Linked DNA regions of Mus musculus: region 2 is linked to region 1. A link is a contact called in public Hi-C data. All regions are on one chromosome and are shown on one strand. The core of a region is the stretch at or near the end of the contact, and the rest is flanking DNA. Distances in the headings are between cores, read along the strand shown. Region 1 overlaps 9130204K15Rik (a long non-coding RNA gene). Region 2 has its middle 7.5 kb from the start of Gm24454.

Region 1 (5,007 bases), core at 587-3,086:
GGACTATGCAGGGAGCGAGAGCAGCTTCTACTAAAAGACTTCAAGCTTTCATGACTTGTGTGTTCCCTAGGGAAAGGAACCAGGATAAGAAAGAAAGAAAGAAAGAAAGAAAGAAAGAAAGAAAGAAAGAAAGAAAGAAAGAAAGAAAGAAAGAAAGGGGGAAAACTCTAAAAATAAGGAAAAATAATTACAACATCACCCCAAGCAAATCAGTCTCTAATCTATTTTGAGATATAAAAGAATCCACTACCAGCATGGTGGGGGGAGGGGTGTAACTGACATATCAGTTATGTGTTACTACTGAACACTGGGCATGTATTTTCTTTCTCTAAATGTTTTGTTATATTTTATTTATTCCTTCGTTTTTGTGTCTGCATATGTGTGTGGGTGCATGCATGCTATAGGGAATGGAGGTCAGAGAATAACTTGGATCAATTCTCTCTTAACCAGACTCAGGCCCTCAGTCTTAGTGGCAGGCACCTTTATCTGCTGAGCCACTCTGCCAGCCCAGACTATTTCACAACCACATCACCAATCAGCTCCCATACAGCCTCTCTCAGGTCCTGCTTTGGGCATCAACGTTTGTAAGTCCACAGCACCTTACCTCTTGGCTATATTGTCTCTGTGCATGCATGGTATATTGTATATGTGTGTATATAAGATGTACACAACCATGCCTGGCTTGCTATGTTTTATGGAGTCCAGTTTAATTATGTTACTTCCAGCTTTGTGAATCCCTTTTTACCCACTAAGGTAGTTTGAATATGCTTGGCCCATGGGAAGTGGTCCTACTACACATGTGAAGTGTGGCCTTGTTGGATGAAGTGTGTCACCGTGTAGGCAGGCTTTGGGGCCTCCTGGTGCTCAAACTTCACCCAATGTGAAAGAGAGCCTCCCCTGGCTGCCTGCGGAAGCCAGTCTCCTCCTGATTACTTGCAGTTCAAGATGGAGAACTCTCAGCCCCCGCAGGACCATGTCTGTCTGCATGCTGTCGTGCTTCCTGCCGTGATGAGAATGGACTGAACCTCTGAAAGTGTAAGCCAGCCTCAATTAAATGTCCTTTATAAGAGTGGCCTTGGTCTTGGTGTCTCTTCAAAGCAACGAAACCCTAACTAAGACACCCACCTCTCCATCTCTGTCAAGAAGGCACACCCTCAGAAGCAAGGGTGCTGGGCTGTCCAGTCACTTCTACATTAGCTCAAGGACAGCTCAGTGCAAGTGGTGAGCCTGCTGCTTCTAATTCCAGAGGCCACTTCTCTCCATTAAAATGTATGAATGAGAAAAGGTTCTGCTTTTCATATTTTCCACTGCCAAGTATTTCCTCAGCCCCATGTTCTGACCTGTCAGGCTATTGATGTATTTATCGGAGACAAGGTCTGGCCTTGAGCTCATGGCGATTCTGCTGCCTCAACCTTCCAAGTACTAAAAGCTCATATGTGCGCCACCATATCCAGCTGTTTATCCCTGGGTTCTTGCTTGGTTATCTGGAAAGTGGATTAGATGCCGATTTCCTTGTAGACTAGAGTGAGATGTTCCTGGGTAGAGCCAGAGATGAAGCAGTATCTCTGTGCCTCAGTTTACTCGCCTGTAAAATGGAGGTGTTAGTACTTTTGCAAGGCTTGATGTAGATGGGAGGAGCCCCGCTGGGATCTGACCTGACCTGAGATATTTGTATCTTATCTTTTTAAAATGCCGTGTACATGCTAGGCAGGCGCTGAACCACTGGGCCACATCCTCAGCCCCACACATCTTCCAGTTCCAGTCTCTCCCTATTCAGGCAGGGTCCTGGAATGTAAAGCAGGCTTCCTGCCTCACACCCACTGCGCTCTTGGTCCTGCCCAGATTCTGCTTCCAGCTCTGTGCTTGCATTTCCAGCTGCCCAAGGCTGATCGGCTGCCTAAGCACAGCTCCGAGCATTCCACCTTAAAAGGTCCTTGAGCTCTCAGAAGGACAAGCAAACAAGAGAACAGAGCATTAGAGCAAATAGCTAGCCCTCGTCATAGTCGTCTAAAACAAATACTTTTCATTGTCATTCTATCTTTTTTTCTCTCTGCTTCGCTTTGTCTCCTGGCTGTTCCCTTTTCTTATGGGAGCCAGGCCTGAGGACGGTATTATTCTTCTGCATTCTTGAGATGGATTTATGTAATCTGGAGACGAAAGGAGCAAAAGGCAAGCGCCGGGGAGAGGGACAAAAGTCTTTGCACCCACTCTAGGAGTCTGAGTCCCAGTGCCTCCTTGCCTCCCACCTTCAGAGCTGGCTGGGTTTTGTGGGCTTTCCAGTTTGATTCTCACATTCCCTAAGGGTTAGACTCACTGGAGGTCAAAGGGTCACATGGGTTCCTAAGCCCTGAGTCAGATTTTTTTTTTCCAACTTTGCCACCATGCTAAGATCCTGGAGCTCTTAAAATCCCTGACACCCAGTTAAGTGAGAACTCTAGTCATCTTGGAGAATAGACTCCTGAACTACACAGGACCAAGAGGCCAGTGCCCTCGCCTGGCTTTAGTCACTAACCCTCTTTCTCTTATACCCACGATGGACTAGTCTGGTTGGAAAATGGTTTCTGTCCTTGTATCAGTCTGATGAATGGACAGTGGCTGCCTGAGTCACAAGGCTGAGGCCACAGGGCCTGGGACTGTGCTGCACAGGATGCACTTTGATTGATTGATGGCTGTTGCTAGAGGGACAGTGGCGAGGGCATTGGCCTCTGTGTCAACACATAGATTACAACCCAAGGGATAGAGGTTGAAAATAGCCAGGGGCCATCCCCTAGGTAGGCATGGCCCTTACCTGGCTTGGAAGAAGTCTACTAAAAAAAAATCCCAAGAAAGGTTGCTGGCCTTGTGGATGCAACAGTCCTAGCAGGTGCCCTGGGAATGGGACTTCTCTACACTGAAGGTGCTCAGAAATACAACACACAGGCCTTGGTGGTGGATGAGCAATTAGGACAGAGGGCCTCAGCCAGCCTCAGCTCTTCCCATGCTAGAAGGAGACAGGGACAGGCAGGGACAGGATGCCAAGACATCCTATCATGGCTCTGGCAATGCTTAAGTGCCTCCCCCGCCCCACCACCCATTATTCTTGAATTCCACTGTCTCAGAAGCAGCTGTGGCTAGCCCATACCTCCCTCCACAGCTAGGGTTGTCACTCCTCTTTTGCATTTACATTTTCACATGCTTCAAATAGGGAGAAAGGACCTTAGCTCTCTTCTGTCAAGATGACACCTCATGTGGTAGAGGGACGCCTATCTCTAACTCAGGGTCACCAAATAGTGTCATGGTCACTGCTCAGAGATCCTTGAGGCACATCCCCTTGGAATGGAAACCCAGCTTTTTTCAGAGCTGGAATACTGGTGATGGGGAGTCTGTCTCTCTGGTTCCTCTCCCAGGAGGTAGACATAGGGTCCTTTAAGCCACTGCCATGTGCCCTTGAGACAGGGTCTTGCTAAGAACCCAAGGCTGACCTTGAACTCATGATTCTCCTGCTCTAGCCTCTGAGTAATGGGATTATAGGTGTGCACACCATGCCAGGCTCTACCTGTCATCCTCCTCCTCTTCCTCCTCCTCTTCCTTTTCTTCCTCCCCTTCCTCCTCCTCTTCTCCACCCCCTTCCTTTTTTTTTTTTTCGAGACAGGGTTTCTCTGTAGAGCCCTGGCTGTCCTGGAACTCACTTTGTAGACCGGGCTGGCCTCGAACTCAGAAGTCCACCTGCCTCTGCCTCCCAAGTGCTGGGATTAAAGGCATGCGCCACCACTGCTCTCCCCTCCCACTTCCTTTTTAAGACAGGGTCTCATGTAGCCCAGGTTGGCCTTAAACTCACCATGTGGTCAAGGATGGCCTTGAACTTCTACTCGCCCCACCTCTACCTCCCAAGTGCTGGGATTAGAGGTCTGTGACACTCCATCCATTTTCCATCTTATTATCTAGGAGGGATGCATTGCTTGGTGCTAGATGCCCCATGTGCCTATTCTTCCATCTAAACAGCATGCAATTGGGAAAGGTATTGTTGTTCCAGGTCCAATCATGTATGTGTTGGTAAGGGAGATGAAAAGGAATAATACCTCTCTGGAGGGAGTCTGATAAGATCAAATAAAATCACACATATAATTGTTCTTTGATCCAGTCATCCTACTTCCAAGTCACAATGGCAAAAGGTACAATAGGTTTACACACAAAGCTATTTGTTATGCCATCAGTTGTACTAGCAAAATCTGAAAGCCACCCAACATCCACAAATCAGGGACTGGTGAAAGAAAGTACGGTCCAGTACACAGTGGGGGATTATGAAATTGCCAGAGTGAGTGAAGGCTGATTCTCATACTGATGGGCGTGGTGTCCAAATCACGGTGCTGTATGAAAAACCCAAGTGAAAGACAGGCAGGAGTGTATGTGCATGCATTCATGTGAACACACAAGCATACATACACACCCATGCTCACCAACATGCATACACATGCACACAATCACACACACAATCACACACACACACACACACACACACACACACACATTTGGATATAAGGTTGTTTTAATTGGGAGGGCCTTTTCAAAAACATAGAGGAAGAAATCAGAATGAACAGCAAAAGTAGGGTGGCAATGTTTGTGAAGGTGGTTCTGACATCTCTTTGAAACCTTCCAAACACGACTTTAAAGAACACTTGTTCTGGGCTGGCAAGATGGCTCAGTGGCTCAAAGTATTTTGTTGCCAGATTGATGGCCTGAGTTTCAACCCCAGAATCCACATGGTGGAACAAAAGAACTGATTCCTTCAAGTTGTTCTCTGACCTCCACATACATGCCATGATCACACACACACACACACACACACACACACACACACCACACACACACTCACACGCATGCACGCACACAAGATGTGTGTGTGTGTGTGTGTGTGTGTGTGTGTGTGTGTGTGTATGTATGTGTAAAAACATTTTTTAAGAGTTTTGCTGCTTTAATCTCACTCTGGCAAATGAATCTCACAGAGTAGAGCCACCACCAACCCAAGGC
Region 2 (5,016 bases), core at 1,816-4,315, 150 kb after region 1:
TTGTCTGAATCATAATCATGTTCCAGCTGCTTGACCCTACCGTGTGGGTTCAGAGCTCGTTTGGGCATAACAACTAAGTCTCTTTCCAGATCAGTATAATAAAGGAGTGAGGTGCAATTAAAAAAAAAAAAAACAGAGAGAGAGAGAGAGAGCGCGCTGGAAGCAGCAAACCCTCTCCCCAAGTGACATACTCCTCCAGCAAGGCCACACCTCCTAAACCGCCCCCCAAAATGCCATCAACTGAGAATCCAGTGTTCAAACATCTGGGCCCAAGAGGGACATTCTCATTCAACCATCAACATACCAAAATACAAACGGAAATGAATAAATATGACAAATTACACAAGTACTTTATGGAAAAAGTATAAACTCACTGCAAATTTGGTTTTGTTATTTTTGAGACAGGGTTTCTCTGGGTTGTCCTGGCTATCCTGGAACTCTGCAGACCAGGCTGGCCTTGAAGTCACAGAGAGCCACCTGCCTCTCCCTCCTGAGTGCTGGTATTAAAGGTGTGCACCATAACTGCCCAGCTCAAAATAAAAAATAGTAAGTTTATTTAGAATTTAATAAGATGCCTAGTCATTTTAATATGCTTTTCTTCTAAAATACTCTATTGAAAACTTTTTAAAAATTAATTTTTTTATGTTTTCAGTTGTTTGGGGTGTGTGTGTGTGTGTGTGTCGTGTCAGTCAATGGACAGTTTGCAGAAGTAGGATTCACTGTCTACCATGTTGGTCACAGGGATCAAATCCAGGTCAGCAGTCTTGGCAGCAAGCGCCTTTACCCACTAAGCCATTTCACTGGCCCCATTGTTTTAATTATAGTCAAACTTGCTGAACACCTAACAGTGGTTAAATTCATTCCCATCTCCTATCTCCCCGGTTTCAGTGGATTACACAGCCTTGCACATTTGCAGCCTTGTTACTAGGAAGGTGCATTGGTTCGGGTATGAGGATGGCACCTATTGTCTGTAACACTTCTTTAGGCTAAGTCCTGTGTTTTAAGTATTTAGATAGATAGCCTGTGGGCTTCTCATAAACCAGGAGCAAGATTGACAAGAGGAAATGGGGAGTCTGACTGCGGGCAGGGGCCCCTGCTGGGCCCCAGCAGCCCTGAGAGGGTTCCGGTGAATCAGGGTGCTCTAGAAACTTCAATTGAATCCCAAGAAACTGGTTCTAAGAAAAAGGTGCTGGGCCCGAGGGAAAGAACCAGCCCCTGCCCAGTGGGAAACATAAGCATCTGGGGTTTCTCACTCTGCTGAGTGGGACCGCAAGTGGAACAAGCATTATAGGGGGTTCGAGGCAAAAGGTTAGAGACCAAGAGAAGACAGAAAAGCCACTGACCCTTCTGCTTGCCCATGAACTAAGACTGAAATTAATTCAACAGACATGTCCAGAGCGCTAGCCTCAATCCTTGTCAATGCTGTAACTGAGCTTTCTAAAGTGGTTATGTCCAGGCCCACTGAGGGGACGTTTCCACGTTGCCATATACCATGCCCATTCTAGGCAACAGCCACATGAATCCGATGCCATTCATTTCCTGATTTTACATAATAGGATTTTTACACACAAGTCCAGGCTCGATGATGGTAAGGGAGGTAGTGAGGTGTGTGTGTGTGTGTGTGTGTGTGTGTGTGTGTGTGTGTGTGTGTGTGTGTGTAGGGGGAGGTATCTAGACAGAAAATCAAGTACATACACATACATTTTAATAATGCAGCCTGGGAGAAACTCCAATTCAAGGAAAGGCATCTAAACAAAACAGTGACGCGAAACAGGCGTGGCACATCAGGACAGTGATGGACATAGCTGATTTTGGAAGGTTCAAATAGAAACAACGTATAAAAGTGAAGTGGAAAATATCTTCAGTTCATAGGGGATCACAGCATAAGTGTCTAGATCTAGAAATGTTAAACTTAATATTTTTAAAATTATCCATAGCTGGGCATGGTAGTGCAAGCCTTTAATCCCACACTTAGGAGACAGAGGCAGTTGTACCTCTGTGATTTCAAGGCCAGCCTGATCTACACAGTAAGTTCCATGCCAACCAGAGATGGAAGGGGACTACGCAGAAAGACCTGTCTCAAAAACAATACAACAGCATCATCAACAATCTATTTCTTTCCATTTATTTGTATGTTCTTGGGTTGTCCATAGAGACCAGAAGAAGCCATCAATTCCCCGAGGCTGTGGTTACAGGCAGTCGTTAGATGCCTGACATGTGGGTCAGAAACCAAACTTGGTTCCTCTGGAAGAGTAGCAAATGCTCTTAAGTGAGGAGACATCCCTCCAGCCTCAAACTTATTTTTTTTTTCCCATTTGTACAAGGGTAAACTACTATACTACATATAGCACTAATATATAAGGTCTTATCTACTAACTTTGATTACCAAAACTATAGAGCTTTCTCTAAATAAAGAAAAGAAATATTGGATTGTGACAACCTCCTGTGCCTCGCCAGAGAGCAAGGTTACTATCACCCAGTATGTGTCAGTGATGGAGGAGAGCCCTGAAAAGCCGTCTTTACCCTCGCATCTCTTTCTATGTTGGATAACCAGGATTCCTGAGGACTTATGAAGCATCCAGGAAGGGCCGGGCAGCCAATGCTGTGGTTTCGAGGTTGAGCACTGGCAGTCAGATGCAATAGTGACAAGGATGCAGGGCTGAGATTGCTGCTGGCTGGCTAGCATAGGCAAACTAGTTAAAATAAAGGCTAGTGGGCCATCAGGATGGCTCAGCGGGTGAAGGTGCTTGCCACACAAGCTTGCCTGACAACCTGAGCTCAGTGGGACCCTGAAAGCTGCTCTCTGCCCTCTACACAAACTATAACATGCACACCCCTGCACTCACACACATACACAGTAATAATAGGTAGCATATTTAAAGATCAGCAATAATACCAGAACAGCACCAGGAATACACGGACGCCTTTACAGATGACAGTTATAAAAACTGCAGAAAGAAAAAAAAACATAGCACATCCAGAATTGACTTCTCTTTGAGTTATGTTGTGGTCTGTGTACTTGCCCCACTAACTCATAAGCTAAAACTCTGCCTCCCAGTCAGACTGGATATGGGGAGAGAACATGGGAGGAAGTGACTAAGGCTAAGTGAGGTCATGGGGTCTCTTACAGGTCCTAGTCCCAGAAGACGAGAAAGAGACCAGGGTAGATGGTTTGATGGTTAAAGCGCTCAATGTCCAAGCATGAAAACTAGAACAAGCATGAAAACAGAACCCAGTGGGCTGTAGGTAGCATATGGCAGCTCTCCTACAATCCCAACCTCAGAAGGCCATGACAGGGGATTCCCCAGGTCCAGCTGGCCATGTTGGCCAGTCTTGCTTCTGACTGAGACATCTTGCCTCATTGAATAAAATGGAAGGACAGTTAAGGAGATTTCCTACCTCAATCTTGGACTTCTGCATCCACACACATGTACATGTACCCACACATGTGTCCACACACACAGAAACATGCACATACACAAAAACCAGGGGGGGGGGAGGAAGAAGAGATAGATAGATAGATAGATAGATAGATAGATAGATAGAGGAAGGAAAGAAGGAAGAGATGACACAGCAGAGAGTTCACTACACACCTTCAGAGAAGCCAGGTGAAGACACAGCACGGTGCCACCTGAGCAATGAACCAACACCACGGCACCCTGACTGTGGGACCTGGATTCGGTTACCTGTGCCACCCTGTCCAGTCTTTTGGTATGGCAGCCTGACCAGACGAACAGCAAGCCGATCAGCCACCCTGCCTACCAGCTCTTCCATTGCCTTCCACTCCAATTCTCCTTGAGGCCCTGCTTCCCCATTGTTCCAGCTGCCAACCTGGTTGGAGATCCCTCATGCCCAGAAACACAGAGTAGACTCTGTGCCTCCCCTGGCTGTGTGCCTCCTGCCTCCTTTCTCATGCCCCAGCAACTGCTTCGTGCCTTGCTCCATTCTATCACCTGGAGTATCTCAGATGTTTTAACCCATTGTGTTTTCTCTGAGTGCCAACTCTAGCTCGCCCTCCCTACAACTCTCTGTGCTCACTTCTCAGACATAAGCACCTGGTCCCTCCAGGTGCACTGGAGTCTTTCCATTGTAACTGAAAAAGATGTCTGATTCGGACCATGGCTGAGACAGCTAGCATGAATACTGTCCCTCTCTGCCACAACCCCACCTTGTGTCTTTGTGCCTTTTTTTAGTGCAATGTTCCCAGGCTTCTGAAGACAGCTTTTCCCATGAGACGGGTTCTGTCTTAGAACCAGCAGGCTTAAGTCTAAGCACCCCAGGTTAACCAGGCTTCACATTTGACATTAACATGTCAAAAGCCAAGAAGGACTGGAAGGCTCATTCCTGAGTTAAGCATCCACCCAATAGAAAAGAGGAGTCTAAAACCCCTGACTAAGTCACTGCCAAGAAAGAGAGCCAGCCCCATCTCCATAAGAAGAAACAGAACAGACAAGCCGTCTATCCTTCCAGGTAACACTTGTACTGATACAGCCCAGCACACAAGCCCCTTCTCCATCATTACTGCCATGACTTTAACCTCCCAACGAGTGGATCCCAACTCCTGCGCTGCCCCACCCCTCCCCAGCCCCAGAGAATCTGTTCCAAGCCATAATCCAGTAGAGAAGCATTGGAGCCCTTGGAAAAATAGCAATGCTTTTCTTCTATCATGATTCATGCAAACTTGGCTGTGAGCGTATACAAAGAAAAGAACACGTCCAAAGCAGAACTCTTGAGTCCTTCCAGAATAAGGCTGAGTCTCAATTTGAAAAGATGGATTTAGTTTGCACGGCAAAGGGGAAACATGGCCTAGCTTTAAAGGTTAGGTTAAACCTGGATTAGAACACAAAATAAATCTACAGATGCCGCATCCCGAGAGACGTTTTTTAAAATATAGTAAGCTACTCTTGGCAACAGAAAGTGAATTGGATACACTTTTGAAGAGCTTTTAAAACAGCATGAGCCTCTCTGAGAGCAATTTCACATTGTGTCCTTCAAATAAGAAAAAAAATTTAAAAA

What was found. Hi-C and Micro-C count contacts between places; a contact is called where the count stands out from the background.
Region 2: a contact with region 1 is called in a Hi-C map of embryonic fibroblasts, with 2.6 times the contacts expected there. The contact joins two enhancer-like sites. A contact is called at or near these places in 1 of 15 datasets of contacts at CTCF or cohesin (the NIH/3T3 cell line), 4 of 484 Hi-C or Micro-C datasets (bone marrow-derived macrophages, brown adipocytes, embryonic fibroblasts and 1 more), 5 of 115 datasets of contacts at active chromatin or transcription factors (the NIH/3T3 cell line and embryonic stem cells) and 1 of 9 other capture datasets (embryonic stem cells).

What each region holds. Positions count from the first base shown.
Region 1 is chr11:79,750,620-79,755,626 of GRCm38.p6, forward strand. All of the region lies in intron 2 of 9130204K15Rik (a long non-coding RNA gene), which reads right to left. Among named protein-coding and RNA genes, the nearest start is that of Mir365-2, 27 kb to the left of the region's middle. Within about 2 kb of position 1,837, at least 64 of the 459 cell types and tissues checked have an H3K27ac peak or open chromatin away from gene starts, as enhancers often do. A contact at or near this core is called in the NIH/3T3 cell line and embryonic fibroblasts, where this site is marked.
Region 2 is chr11:79,898,741-79,903,756 of GRCm38.p6, forward strand. No RefSeq gene overlaps it. Among named protein-coding and RNA genes, the nearest start is that of Gm24454, 7.5 kb to the left of the region's middle. Within about 2 kb of position 3,066, at least 12 of the 459 cell types and tissues checked have an H3K27ac peak or open chromatin away from gene starts, as enhancers often do. A contact at or near this core is called in the NIH/3T3 cell line and embryonic fibroblasts, where this site is marked.